Linked DNA regions of Pan troglodytes: region 1 is linked to region 2. Evidence: chromatin contacts called from public HiChIP or PLAC-seq data. All regions are on one chromosome and are shown on one strand. Each heading gives the region's core, a stretch centred on a gene start, on an enhancer-like site or on the middle of the called end of the contact. The rest is flanking DNA. Distances are from core to core; before and after follow the strand shown.

Region 1 (7,425 bases), core at 1,670-4,169, 530 kb before region 2:
CCTAAGGGGCTGCCTCAGCCGTCCGTCAGTCACCTCGCTTCCCGGTCAGGGAACCAAGGACTGTAGCAGGACAAGCCACAGACAAAACCTCTCAGACACGGAGCTGTAGAAGGAAGGGCTTTATTCAGCTGGGAGCATTGGCAAGCTACTGCCTTAAAATCCGAGCTCCCCGAGTGCACAATTTCTGTCGCTTTTAAGAGCTCACAACACTAAAGATTTCAGTCGCTTTTAAGAGCTCACAACACTAAAGATTTCACATGAAAGGGTCGTGATTGATTTGAGCAAGCAAGGGGTACGTGACAGGGGCTGCATGCACGGATGGTCAGAGAGAAACAGAACAGGGCAGGGAGTTTCACAATGTTTGTCTATAGAATGTCTGGAATCTATGAATAACATCGGTTTCTAAGTCATGAGTTGATTTTTAACTACTAGGTTTAGGCCAGGCAGGCCCAGGTCCAGTTTTGGGCCTGGCGCTGGGCTGCCTGTCTTTGATTTCACTTCCTTTTTTTTTTTTTAAAAAAAAAAAAAAAAACAGGTACTGAGTATAAAACAATATGAGAGGGTCTCTCTCTTCCCTCGCTTTAACTTTCGGAGGGCTGAAATTCTTTTTAGCCTTGGTTAATACAGCAATTCATTCCATTCTAGCTATTGTTATTTCTCTTACTATAATTTTACTATTAGTACTTATGCTATTATTCTATTATTTTCTTAATTTTCCACTTAATTAGGATAACAAACCGAGGCCGGGCTCCCATCCTCCTCAAGCACACGAGGGGGGCCTGGCCTAGCAGGGAGCTTCGCCTGGTTTCTGAGGGAATTCCCGGCGGGCCTTTCCAAACCATGCCCGTTCCCTTCCACTAACTTCAGGGGCCGAGAATTGACACTTTCACCCTCCTCAAGCCGGTGGAGCTGCCTCGCTGGCGTTCCCAGCGCGCAGCCAACCGGATGCCAGCCGGGGGCGTTAGCACTGCCAGAATGGGGCGCCCGCGGACCTCCGACTGAGGCAGCTGCCGGGAGCCGGAAGTGTCCCGGGCGCCGGGACTGCGAGGGGGCCGGGAGCTCCCCAAGACCGGAAGTGTCCCGGGGCCGGGAGCGCGCGGGACCCCGGAGCGCGCGGGGCCGGAAGAGGCGGGCGGCCAGTGGAGGTCCGCAGAGTTTGGGCGCCAGGCGAGACGGCAGGGCTTAAAGTTCCGGGTGAGGCGTGGGTCCCACAACCGCTTGGAATTTGCCTCCCGGCTCCGCTCTGGAAGCTAAGAAGGGGCACGAGAGCCGGAGACGGGAACCTGAGAGCAGGGAAGCCAGTAGCCGGCCAGAGGAGCGCGCGGCCGTTCGGGTCGGAAGGAGCCGTTGCAGCCTTGTCCGGCGTGCGGCGGGGTCAGCGAGGCCCCTGCGGTGCTTCGCCCGCTTCTTCCGCTCCGCGCTCACCGGCCCTCTGGGCCTCCCACAGGTCGGCGCCGCCAGCGGCGGGTACCGGCCCGCAGAGGGAGGGCGGGCTGTGAACTGGCAGCACATCGCGTTCCCTCGGGGCCCCCATTCTGCCCAGGCAGGGAGCGGCTGGGATGGGACTGAGGTCGGTCCGCGAGCGCGGTGCCCCAGAGACCCGGCTTCTGGAAGTTGCTGCGGCCTGCTCTTGGGGCCCAGAAGCAGGGCGGGGAGGCGCGGGGTCTGGAGTCTGCAGGACCTGGCTGCGAATCCAACCAGCTGATTTCAAACTTTTCTGTGATCTTCTGCAAGTTAACTCTCAGTTCCTCGTTTGCGAAATGTACTTAATAGGCACCCCAGGGTGAACTAAATTTGTCCGCACAGACTGCAGCACTGCGCTTGAGAGGCGCCTTAGGGGGTAGGAGTCACTAATATCACTGAGTTTTGACAGAAATGAAGGTGCATTGGCAAAGGTGTGCCCCATGGCCGGGCAGGTTAGGAGGAGGGCCTGGTAATATTTTTTCTTAAATTGTAAACAGCCATCTGGATGAGCAATACATTATCAAATTATGATTCAGAGAGGACTATCGCTGACTACTCTTTTTTTTGGGCAAACCTCCGCTTCAGGAGCTTCTGGCTTGATTCCTAAGTGGAAGGTAGAGACCTAGGCCCTCTGAGTCACAACTCCATCTCTCTGGGTGAGGACTGAGCTCCAGGACTGCTGAGTGGAGGCAGAACAATTGGGATAGGGAAAAGAGAGGCCAAACTAGATCAGAGGCTGGCGTGGGCTTCAGAATCTACAGACTGGCACAGTTATGCCTCCGGGCCCCTATTGCTGCTTCAAGTTTGACCAATCAGAAGTATCTTTAGCTTAAGGGTGGCGTGTTGGCCAATGAGACTTTATTGTGAAATAAAATGCCCTCAGTTTCATGTAACTGAGCCACCATAGAAGAGTGGAGAAATCGAGTTGGCCAGATGAGGGAGAGGCCATTAAGAGGTATTTTAGGGATTGAATGGGCTGGGCATCCAGAGGACAGTGGCATTTGGGGTGGTAATGAGAAGGAACATTAGGGGCCTCCGCCTCCTTCCGTTCCTCCTGTGCTGAGTCAGTCAGCACAGAGGCTGCAGGAGGTATCTCTGGTTGGCTTTGGCTGCCTGTAGGGGGCACCAGCTTTGGGGAGGTCAGAGGGCTCTCTCCTGAGCTGCTGTCCTGCCCACAATCACACCTGCCTGATGCCTGTGAATGGCCGTCTGAGTCTCTTGGGCCTTGGTCACTTCTGGTCTGCCCTGCACCGACCAGTAACTGTGCCTGATGACTGGAGGTATTGGAATTCACCGGACTTTATTGTTCTTTGTAGGAATCAAAGATCAACTCCCACTGAGGACAAATGGACCTGTAATTCCGGGTGTGACGAGAGAATGAGATTTACCTTCCTGAATTAAAAAACAGGTCATTAAGCTTGGGCCCTGACTCTTCTTCGTGAGAAGGTACAGAGATGGAAACCTTACAATCCGAGACTAAAACGAGGGTCCTTCCCTCATGGCTGACAGCCCAGGTGGCTACAAAGAATGTGGCACCAATGAAGGCCCCCAAGAGGATGAGAATGGCAGCAGTGCCAGTGGCAGCAGCAAGGTGCGACAGCTCTGGTCAGAAGACTCCTGCGAATCTGGCACGTGGAGCAGGGGCCTCCATGACCTGGGCCAGGTCTTCCAGCCTAGGCAGAACAGCAAGACGGGCGGGTGTTTCAGTCTGATCATCTCTTGAGCTTTTAGAAGGTGGAGGGGCTGTGGGCGGGAGGCAAAGCGGGTTAACCCTCGAGGACAGGCACCCACTTCTGCCTCTGCACTGGTGAGTGCCCTGCCCTCAGCACACACAGAGTGGGTTCTCCATGTCAGCCAGTCTCTGATGCCAGTTGTCCAGAATGCCAGTCTCTTCCTTTACAACAAACATGGTAACATCAGATGGGCAAGATCAGTGGAAGGGTCTGTTCTGAGTGGTGCCTGCCCCTGTGGACAGACTTTTAGGGATGGACAGATGAGCAGCAGCTGCAGGGCCAGCGAGAGCTAAGGAGCTGGGGAGTGAGTTAGTTGAATGACGGTAATTGCCGGTGGGGGGGTGGCGGGGGGGTGGTGAGTCTCCAGGCTGCACTGTGAAGTGGGCGGGGCCCCAGCACTCGGTGTTTCCCTCTCTGGCTCCTCCTCCTCTAAGGTTTCCTGACTGACAGCCTTCCCTTGTGACTGCTGCCGTCTTTCCCTAAGTCTGGTCCTGCTTTCAGGTTCCTCTCAGTACAGCCTCAGCCCGAGGTTCCCTTCCTCTTGCATCCACGTGTGTGTTTCAGAGGCGGCCATCCTTCCCTACTTCCAGATCCTTGTAGGGCAGTTGGTGGAGGGTGGGAGGCACCCCGGTGTTGCCTCCATGAAGCCCTGTGCCAGTCACTGGGCTGCAAGGCTGAGGAAATTGTGTCCGTGTCAGAAAGCTCCTCAGCTCAGAGGTGCTGGTACCTCCTGCGTGGTAGGAAGGCAGGGGGAAGAGGCCCTGCTTCTCCTGTTCTCTTTGCCCTTATGAGACTTGAGAGTCTGTGTCATCTGTGCCTTGCATGTCTTTTTTTCAGACTCCCTGCGACAAGGACTGTGTACTGCATGAATGAGGCCGAGATAGTCGATGTTGCTCTGGGAATCCTGATTGAGGTAAAGTCAGACAAGCCTCTTACTCATGACCAGAAACTCTGCATGGGCAGAAGCTAGACCCTTGGTCACCGTCAGTAAGAGAGACGCCCTCTGCCGTAGGCTACCTCTTCTTCCTCCTGCCACTTCCCTTGCTCTTATCTCGGCCATGCTGCCCAGGCCTCTCCCCATGTGGGTGTGCGCTCGTGGGGTGTCTTTGAGGCTAGAAGCCTGGGAGGGCATGCGTGTGTTAGGGAGGGCGTGTGTGTGTTAGGGAGAGCGTGACTGTGCGCTGGTGTGTATGTGGATGGGACATGAAGCGTTTACCTGTTTGTGTTCTTGGAAAGGTTCCCAGTTGGGTAGATGACTTCTTAGCCATTGCCCCTCTCCTGAGCAGAGGATGCTGAGCTTCCTAGCTTCCTGCAGTAATAATTGCAGTGCCTCAGAGTTGCACAGCATTCTACAGTTTACCAGGTGCCTTGAAAGCATGCGTTATGTCATTTTAGCCTTGCAATAACCCTGTGGTGTGGGACTTTTCCTAGTGCTAAGGCATGGGCCCACACCCAGGTTTTGTGTCCTGGGTTCTGTCACCGGCCTTTCTAGACATGTTTCTTCCATTTCTTTTTCCTTTCCCCTCAGCTAATCCTCATGCCTTTGCTTGCTTCTCTCCCGAGTGGGTTCTGGTTTCTTCAAGAGCTGTGAAGAGGGGGTCAGGGGAAGGAGTGGGGTGAAGAGAGGGTGGGTGCTCAGGATATGGGTACATTGCCTGGCCTGGTCACATTGGCTTTGTAGTTGCTTCTAGATACATCCTGCGTTACTGACAGATCAGCATGTTAGGGAAATAAAACACGTATGTTGAGCCTGCGTTTTCCCGTACTTCACAGAGCCGCAAACAGGAAAAGGCCTGCGAGCAGCCGGCCCTGGCGGGGGCTGATAACCCAGAGCACTCCCCTCCCTGCTCCATGTCGCCTCACACAAGTTCTGGGAGCAGCAGTGAGGAAGAGGACAGTGGGAAACAGGCACTGGCTCCAGGCCTCAGCCCTTCCCAGAGGCCGGGGGGTTCCAGCTCTGCCTGTAGCAGGAGCCCTGAGGAGGAGGAGGAAGAGGATGTGCTGAAATACGTCCGGGAGATCTTTTTCAGCTAGGGCATAAACTGTGCACCGAACTGTCTGCCGAGAGCAGCTGGAGGACAGCTGAGCTTCCACTGGTGCTGCTGGGCCGCCCGCCTGTGGGAATGGGGCTCTCTGTGCTCCTACCTTTGTGCCTTCTTGGGCCTGGCAGATTCACCTCAGGCCAGAAGCCCCTGGACACTCCAGGCCTTGGGGCTGCCGTTCTGAGTGTGCGGAAGGCAGGACTCAAAATGAGATCCCATTCGACTCCCTCTGTATGTACTGTGCCCTCTCCCGGCTCTTGAGGCTCTGGAGTCCCAATTGTCTGTGTTAGTCAGTGACCAGGTTCCAGGGAAAATGATGTCATGTGGTGGTCCAACTTACTGGAACCAAAGAGACAGTACTTTGCAAAGAAAAGGATCACTGCCAGGTGCACTGGAATTGCTACAGTTTAGTCCGCATGATCTCTCCTGAAGGAGGAAGCCTGTTTCAAAAATAGTTTCCATCATGAGTCTATCAATGAGCTCCCACCTCTCCAGCCAGCCTAGAAAGCAAACGAGCTGCCCACAGTTCTCTGCCCTGTCTGGGAGGTTGAGGCCACAGTGTATAGACTGGTAAGCCAGACAGGCCTCCTCCCGCAAGCTGCTACCTTGCTTTCACCTGTACCTTGGTCCCCGGGCAGCTAGCTATAAAGCAAGAGGGACAGGAGCCCAGAAGAGACACTGAGGACAAGAGATCACACCAGAGTACATGTCTCTGCCTCTGTTTTCAGTGTGGCTTTGGACAGGAATATATGAATAAATCACTGCCATACAGGTTTTCCAATACACAAGTGCTGGAAAATACACACAGTTCCCCAATGCGTAAGTTGTGCTAATGTCTTTCCAAGTTCTGGGTTGGGAAGTGGAGGGTGGCAGCGTTTGTTTGTGCGCAACCGTCCAGTCCTGTTCACAGCGAGGATTTGGAGTCCTCCAGGGTCTCATCATGGGAGTGATTTGTCAGCGGACGCCTCTGCCCTGTCTGGCTTCAGGTCCAGGGAAGCTTTGAAGCAGTCAAGCCTTGTCTTTGTACCCCATGTGTCCTGTCTTTGTTGAGTCACTCAGAGATCACTCCTGGACCTCTGGGGTTGGAGTTCCAGTGATGGCTTATGGCGGCCCACTCACTATGGTGGGCTGAGTGGAAGCTCCTTAACCATGTCCCCAGGGACACTGAGGTGCTCGCTCTTTTAATGTCCTCGTTTGTTGCCGTAAGTTCTTTGCTAGGTTTCATTTTGGCATTTGGCAAATCAGCCTGGAAGTCTGGCCCCATGACAGCAATCACTCCCTCCCCACCCTCCTGAAGCTAGAGGAAGATTTGCTCAGATCCATTAATTAAAGCAGGAATTGGTGTGACAATGAGCTGCATGGTTTAGGGAGTCTTTGGGAGCCTTGGAAGTCCTGAAGGACAGACAATCTTATACTAAGAAGCCGCAGGTGCCCTGGCTGCCCTTGCTGCCCCTCGGCCTCTTTGACACAGGGGCCCCACCTCCTCTGTAGTGGGTTCCATCGCTGGAGCTGGAGATCAGCGTTAGCTGTAAAATGAGATGGCTGAGCAGATGTGCCACCTCTGACCATGGTTGGAACTGAACCCTTGTAATCACGTAAGCCTTTAGCAGCTCTCAAGCTTGCTCTCAGCCCTCTCAGCCCTCAGAGGGAACACAGCCATGGCTATAAGCAAGAGGATGAGTAAGGCCTGGGCGCTGCCCAGAGCTAGAAACCCAGGCCCCGGGAGGGAGAGCCTGACCCACTTCCACACATAGGAGAGGAAGAGGCCCAGGCCGCCAGCCAGCAGCACAGAGGACACAGCCAGGAAGCCCACTGCCAGCTGCCACGCTCTCTCATCACTGTTGCACTGGGCTAGGAGGAGAGGCTGGGGGGCAAAGAGGGTGAGGACCAGGGCCCCGTACACGCCAAGCCTGGCCAGGGCCAGGCCAACCCGAGGCACCCCCAGGGCTTCCAGCTCAGGGAACTGGTGACACTGTAGGGTGCTGGTGTCCTCATTCCACAGGCAGAAGTTGTAGAAGCCGATTCTCAGGTTGGGCAGGTCAGTGAGGTTGCCAGCCTCCCAGAGAAGAGCGTATAACATCAGGCAGATGACCACAACCACGAGGACTATGATGCTCACGAACAGCAGCTGGTCGCGCCACCGAGGCCTTGGGCCGGCCATCTCTACTGCCCTCTGCCGGGGGACC
Region 2 (6,702 bases), core at 2,528-5,027:
AAGTTCAAACACAACTGTACCTAAAAGTGTTCCATGGTCTATTACTTTTCCTAAGGCTTTGTAGAAACTTTGTCATCTGTACTTGCAGTTATAAGAACATCATTTTACAGGAGCAAATGTTACCACTCACAGGTGTTTTCCAGACACTAAAACCCTCTCATTCACCAATCTTACATCTACTAATATTTCCTACTGATTGCTTGTTACAAGAATAACCAACCATACCAGGCAGATCCCTACTCATGGCGAAGAGATATACATGTGTAATGAGATGTGCATTTGCTCAGGGCATGTTGCATGTTCCAGCCTGCATGGCATCACCACTGTGGACAACACCCACTCATGATGGACCCCTCCTTCCTATCTCTGGTCATTGTCTTCCCCAGGGTAGTAGCTTTTATCAACACAAACTGTTTCCACCAAATTCCAAAAGTCTAAAGTAAAAACAACCTAGATATGAGCCCAGCTCTGCTACTGACTTACAATGTGATCTTAAGTAAGTTATTTAAATTCTTTGAACCTCAGGTTCCATATCTATAAAGATGAGGATCGTGAAACTACTGTTCTCAGGGGGCTATCAGAAAGATTAAATGAGATTATGGTGAAGCACTCTACCAAAAAGTGAGAGGTAGAATGGAGCAGACTTTGACTAACTCATAAATAATGGCACAGATCTCAGGCCCGTCAAAGCAATCCTACCTTGCCGATGATATGAGCAGAAGCGAAAGCTGGGAATAAAGTAAAATGAAGGGAGGAATTAGAGAAGAAATGCTTAAATTAGGTGGTAGAAGGAGGAATGCAATCAAATATTGTGGGATGGAAGAAAGTGATGGTAAGATACAGTCTCAGAAGCTTACCAAGTACTAATATTCTGCAATCCAAATGCTTTAATGAAGTGGTTAACATTTAATTTATACTTTACAAAGTACGTTTTCCTCATATTTGTGGCCAAGTTTCAGCAGAAGGGTTTTGTTATTAAGTAATACTTTTTGTCCTGCCACCCATATAAACATCTTTCATATCAGATTTCATTCCAAGGATGTTTCAAGAAACCATTCGGTTCAAACACTTTTGTGACCTCTGTTCTTCAGGCCCCAGACACACAAAGATGAAGGCCAGGTGAATTTAGGTGCATCAATCATTACTTAAAATGTGCCTCTTAATCTCAACCAACCACAGCAGGCAAAAGAGGAAGAAAGACTAAAAGCTCTACCCAAACACTAACAGTAGTTGCTTCTAAGTGACATTTTTCTGCCACATTATACTTCGGTATGCTCCAAATTTTCTACAATAATCTGGTTTGGTTTAAATATGAACACAAAAGAGTATATCCTTGTAATGGGGACAAAAATAGGAAGATCAATAAGACCTAGTATTTGCTAGCACAACAGGGTGACTATAGTTAAAAAAAAAAAAAAAAAAAACAATTTAATTGTAAATTTTCAAATAACTAAAAGAGTATAATTGGATTGTTTGAAACATAAAGGATAAATGCTTTTGGTGACAGCTACCCTATGTACTCTGATGTGATTATGCATTGCATGCCTATGTCAAAATATCTCATGTAACCCATAAATACATGCACCTACTAGGTACCCACAAAAATTAAAAATTAAAAAACAAGAATATATCCTTGAAGCTGGGAACTTTTACTTGCTAATAGATGGTACAGAATTTACTGCAATGAGATTCTGCTTGTATACTAATCATTTTTACTTTAAAACAGACTTTAAATACAGAGTTTATACCTCAGATATAATTTAATGCAACATCTGCTTTCTAAAGATGCAAAAATCGAGATGGTAGGATCGCTTGAGCCCAGGAGACAGAGGTGGAGGTTGCAGTGAGCAGAGATTGCGCCACTGCCCTCCAGCCTGGGCAACAGAGCGAGACCCTGTCTCAAAAAAAAATGCAAAAATTAAGAGTCACAGTTGAAATGATTTGTTTAAGATCACACAAATAGTAACAGCTTCAGGACTAAAGCCAATGTTTTTGATTTCTAACTCAGAGCTCCTTCCACTATGACACTGTTTGAATTATGCTTCTCTGAAGTCCACCACCAACTGGGGAGCATCTGCGGTGTATGAGGTGCTACTGGAATACAAAGATGGCTAAGAAAGAGCTATTCCCTGGACTCACGGGAGGCAGTTCAAAAAAAAAGAAGGCCGGGCGCGGTAGCTCACACCTGTAATCCCAGCACTTTGGGAGGCCGAGGCGGGCAGATCACCTGAGGTCAGGAATTCGAGACCAGCCTGGCCAACATGGTGAAATCCTGTCTCTACTAAAAACACAAAATTAGCTGGGCGTGGGGGCGCATGCCTGTAATCCCAGCTACTCGGGAGGCTGAGGCAGGAGAATCGATTGAATCCAGGAGGCGGAGGTTGTGGTGAGCCAATATCGCGCCATTGCACTCCAGCCTGGGCAACAGAAGCGAAACTCCGTCTCAAAACAAAACAAAACAAAACAAAACAAAACAAAACAAAACAAAAAAAAGAAAGAAAGAAAAAAGACAAGGCCAGGCACGGTGGCTCACGCCTGTAATCCCAGCACTTTGGGAGGCCAAGGCGGGCAGATCACCTGAGGTCAGGAGTTCGAGACCACCCTGGCCAACATGGTGAAACCCCGTCTCTACTAAAAATACAAATATTAGCCAGGCGTGGTGGCCTATGCTTGTAATCCCAGCTACTTGGGAGGCTGAGGCAGGAGAATCACTTGAACCCGGGAGGCGGAGGTTGCAGTGAACCGAGATCGAGCCACTGCAGTCGCTCCAGCCTGGGCGACAGAGCGAGACTCCGTTTCAAAAAAAATAAAAATTAAAAGACAAACTGACATGAGTTCTGCTTTCACTATTAAAAAACCTTTAGTACCTACAGGTGAAACTTAGCTTTTGATTTTTCCCCTTCTTGGAAAGAGTCTGCATTTAGTCAGCTAACATTCTAGTACCACTCACAAGCTAAAGATCTTCCGTAATTTGCAAGGGAGGCAGTAGGGGGATGGGAGTTATAAGTTAGCTAACAACCAACTATTCTTTAAAGCTTAACTGTGAACTTAACTGCAATTATGCATTTCATTGACCTTCTCTAGTGTAATACCAGCCCGTCCCTTAGAAAACAGGAAAAAACACTTACGTTTTTATTTCTAGTGGTTCTAAGAACTTGTGATTTGGCTCCAGATTCCTACATGAAAACACTGCATATATTCACCTCCTTCTCTTTTCACCGCATTCGAGTTTTTCTGTCTACTACACAAAATGATAGATAGGGCCAGGTCTGCCAGAGCCCTGAATACAGCGGCATCGCCCTGCTTCCTTCCAGGGGATCTTACTATTGGAAGGGCTCTGCTACACAGTACCTCAGACATCCAGAAGAGAGTTTATCTTCCCTCCAACTTCTATATATTCTTGCCATAAGGACAGCACTACCAAAGCGGGCTCCTCCTCTCAGTTGACAGAACGGTGACTGCCTGCGAGGCTCATTCTGAGAAAGGGACAAGGGAAAGGGACCGGGGCGATAAGTGAGGGTCCCAGCTTGAGGGCTGGAGTGGGCACCAGACTCCCACCAACGACTAAACCGGGGGAAGTAAAGAAACTGGCCTTCCCCGCACCCAAAAATAAAACATCACATCACTAAAAAATGTAAACGTTCGCAACATTTTCTAAAACAAAGCCACTCACCTGCAAAGGGGCCACCAGCAGCAGCAGCAGCAGCCGCTCCTCCGAGCCGCCAAAGAGCCAGCGCCTCCTAGGACTCATCACTGCCGCCAGCATCGACGCTCTTTTCTAGCCCCTGAACCAGACGTGGGCAGGTCCTAGGGCTCTGCCTATTGGAAAGTCGAACTGTCACTCATCCACGGTCCCGGCCTACTCCCGGAACAGGAGAGGTCTCTTCCGTTTACCAAATCCCGGGAGTAAGAAGTGGGGCTCTGATTGGTTCGCTTTAGAGACGAGCACATACCTGAACCAGTAAGGAGTTGGCTTCGACGCCAGCTGGCAGGCTTGGGCCTAGGGAAGTAGAAAAACACACCCTGGAGCGTCGCTGGTGCAAAACCTCGGGTCCGGGGGGCATCTTAGCTGTTTGAGGTTCTAGAAAGCGTTTAACGTCTTAAGAGAAACACCTGCGGGTGAAGACAGGTGTCAGCGGACTCTTGGAAGAGAGGAGGTGATGTTTCTTTTACTTATGGGAAATTTAGGGATTGAAACCTGAAGACGAAGCCGAGGTATCCTCCCAGAAGAAGCTCCTTTCGCACAAATTACTCGTGGTTGAAAGTCTTAAGTAGTGATTCAAACAAATGGCTTTAAAGTGCCCGATTTATAGGCAGTAACGCAACCTTACTTTCTCTTACCGCTTTTATAGGGATTCCCCTAGGCAGTTTGCTGACAGTATTTTAGGTGGGGAAGAAAAGTGATTAATGGAATGCCCTAAAAGCTTATTGCACAGAGGAAGGGAGGCTGGAGTGGAATGAGGGAATGACAAATTCGGAGGCGACAATAACTGAACAAGAGAAATCTATGAAAACACCGGAAACCTGGCACGAGGCCTTAAAAGCTTCTAAGCAGGCTTGAACTACCACACGAGGTTTTGAAGCATATGTGTCAGAACTCTTGGGTGGGCGGGAAAGATAAGGAATGTTATGGGAGATTCCCTTCTTAGAAGCTATCCTAAGTAGTGTTTCGTGTCCTCCTGTGAGTTTTTCCTGTTTCATCCTCCTAACAAATGCATTAGGTTTGTGACACGCAAGCAAGTCCTCAGAATAAATTATACATACAGTTGAAAAGATAATCTTTCCACATTTGAAATTCTGTGACACACTCTTTATTGAACTCATTAAGACCTAATCGTAGCCAGTTCTGTATCTCATTTATCCATGTTAGAGCATGACAGTTCCTCCTGGGATATCAACAGAACTTTACTTCCGGGACGGCACTAATCCGAGGCTTGACAGGTCCCAGCAGGTGATAGGTCTCACCTAGTGATAGTTCGAATTTAACTTGCACAAGATTAACTAGAGTTCAGGCCAGAACAGCTGGAAGGGGCAGCTTCCAGATCTTATACATTTGCCCTCTTGCTTTTTTCTCAATATCAGTTGAGGACAAAGTAAGGAGAAAGCTTTTCTTCTACAGTGTAATAAAGCTCCTATTCAGAGTGCCCACCATCCATACTCCGGAGGCTAATGACAGTCATTCCCAAGTGTCAGTCTTGTGGCATTTGGCATTTAGGGCTACTTAGTCTGGACTTAAGGGCACCTACTCATTGGATTTAAGTTTACTGTTGTTATGGACACCCATGGAATGCTAGCTTGTCACATAAAACCTTAATATCAAACATCACTTGCCTTTTAGAATCATTTGCAAGAGTATGTGGCTTATGAATGTGTCATTTTGATATAAGATGGAAGCTTATATCAGTGATTCTGTCTAGAAGGAATTAAAAAGCAGATTTTCATCAGGAGCAAGCATGTTTGTAAGACAAATGTGCACAGAGGCTAACAGAATTTCAGGAGTTACTTTTGCCCTATGGCAAGATTGTTCTCCATACTTAATTATGTTACAGTATCATATCCTGAACCCTGTGTCCTGGTCTATTCGATGAGCTGTCTCCCTTATGAATTTTTAAATAACGAGGTCGTGGTTCACAAAGATGATCATAAATCCATTTAAGGCAAAGATGAACTCCAAAGAATATTAGACTTGTACAAACTTAGTACTTGACAGGGCTTTGGAAATTAAACTCTAGCTCCTTGTTGTACAGATAAAGAAACTGAAGCTTAAGTGATGTGCTCAGAATTACTTGGTTGGGGACAAATCCTGGGCTAGGACCCAAGGTTGCTAATTCATATAATTCTGGGAAGATGCTTCCTCTTCCTGCTGCCTTCTCCTCCTCACCCCAAAAGCAATGTATTTTTTTAATTAAGATTAATTTTAGGATTCACTTCCATTGAAGACCAATCATGAGGACTTCAGTTCTGATACAGCAAGTGATATAGATACTATGAAAATAATTCAGTGTCATCAAACAACTTTTGATGTAGTCTCACTTTTATCCAAACAAGAAATGAAAAGCAATAAATTATTATAGCTATGTTGTCTCTTTGTCTTCCTTTCTGTTACAAGTGTATATGAAAAAGTCAATATTAACCCATGTGATACGTTGAGTTTTAGTTGAAAATTGTCTTCCTTGTGACCTGAATAAACCACTATTTTATTGATAGGATACATACCTGGTCAAAATAATTTCACAGTTATGTGCACAGAGCCTCTAGCCTTTTCCACGTATGGCTGAATTGGTCCACCGTGCATCAAAACATCATCCACGGACATAGGCTATTCTCCCTTTTGCTAGCCTAGCAGAACCATTGGCTCCCTCCTTCCAGCAAACTCCAGAGTTAGCTAGTTCTATATCCCATGTACAGGAGTGTCTCCTTTTCTTCACATTATCAGGACACACCATGAGTTGGTTATTTGCTGCCAGTGTTTAGTCTCCAACTGTACCCTACTTACTTCAGGGTCAGATTAAAATTTACCACTCGTAACCTAGTATAATAGACCTATGCGTGGCCCCCATCATTGACCTCCTAAGTACAAGACTCCCTTTTCTGAAACTAAAAACTGGAAATGCTGTTATGGGTCAGCCATCCAGGCCTCTCAGAAGGGACCTTAAAGTCTGTCCCTTTCTTTCAGAAGTTAAAACTTAGAATCCTCATCTT

Evidence for each region. HiChIP or PLAC-seq counts read pairs in DNA pulled down with a chosen protein or histone mark.
Region 1: a contact with region 2 is called in an H3K4me3 HiChIP or PLAC-seq map of stem cell-derived excitatory neurons, with 3 times the contacts expected there. The contact joins the promoter of CYREN here to the promoter of BPGM in region 2. A contact is called at or near these places in 1 of 7 Hi-C or Micro-C datasets (stem cell-derived neural progenitor cells) and 1 of 1 datasets of contacts at active chromatin or transcription factors (stem cell-derived excitatory neurons).

What each region holds. Positions count from the first base shown.
Region 1 is chr6:150,532,592-150,540,016 of NHGRI_mPanTro3-v2.0_pri, reverse strand. CYREN (cell cycle regulator of NHEJ) reads left to right here and starts at 2,919. Exons shown (of 4, transcript XR_010159008.1): 1 at 2,919-3,092; 2 at 4,035-4,110. TMEM140 (transmembrane protein 140) reads right to left here. Exons shown (of 2, transcript XM_063815614.1): 2 at 2,294-7,424. The coding sequence starts at 7,400. The coding sequence ends at 6,843.
Region 2 is chr6:150,006,454-150,013,155 of NHGRI_mPanTro3-v2.0_pri, reverse strand. BPGM (bisphosphoglycerate mutase) reads right to left here and starts at 3,777. Exons shown (of 5, transcript NM_001280257.1): 1 at 3,674-3,777.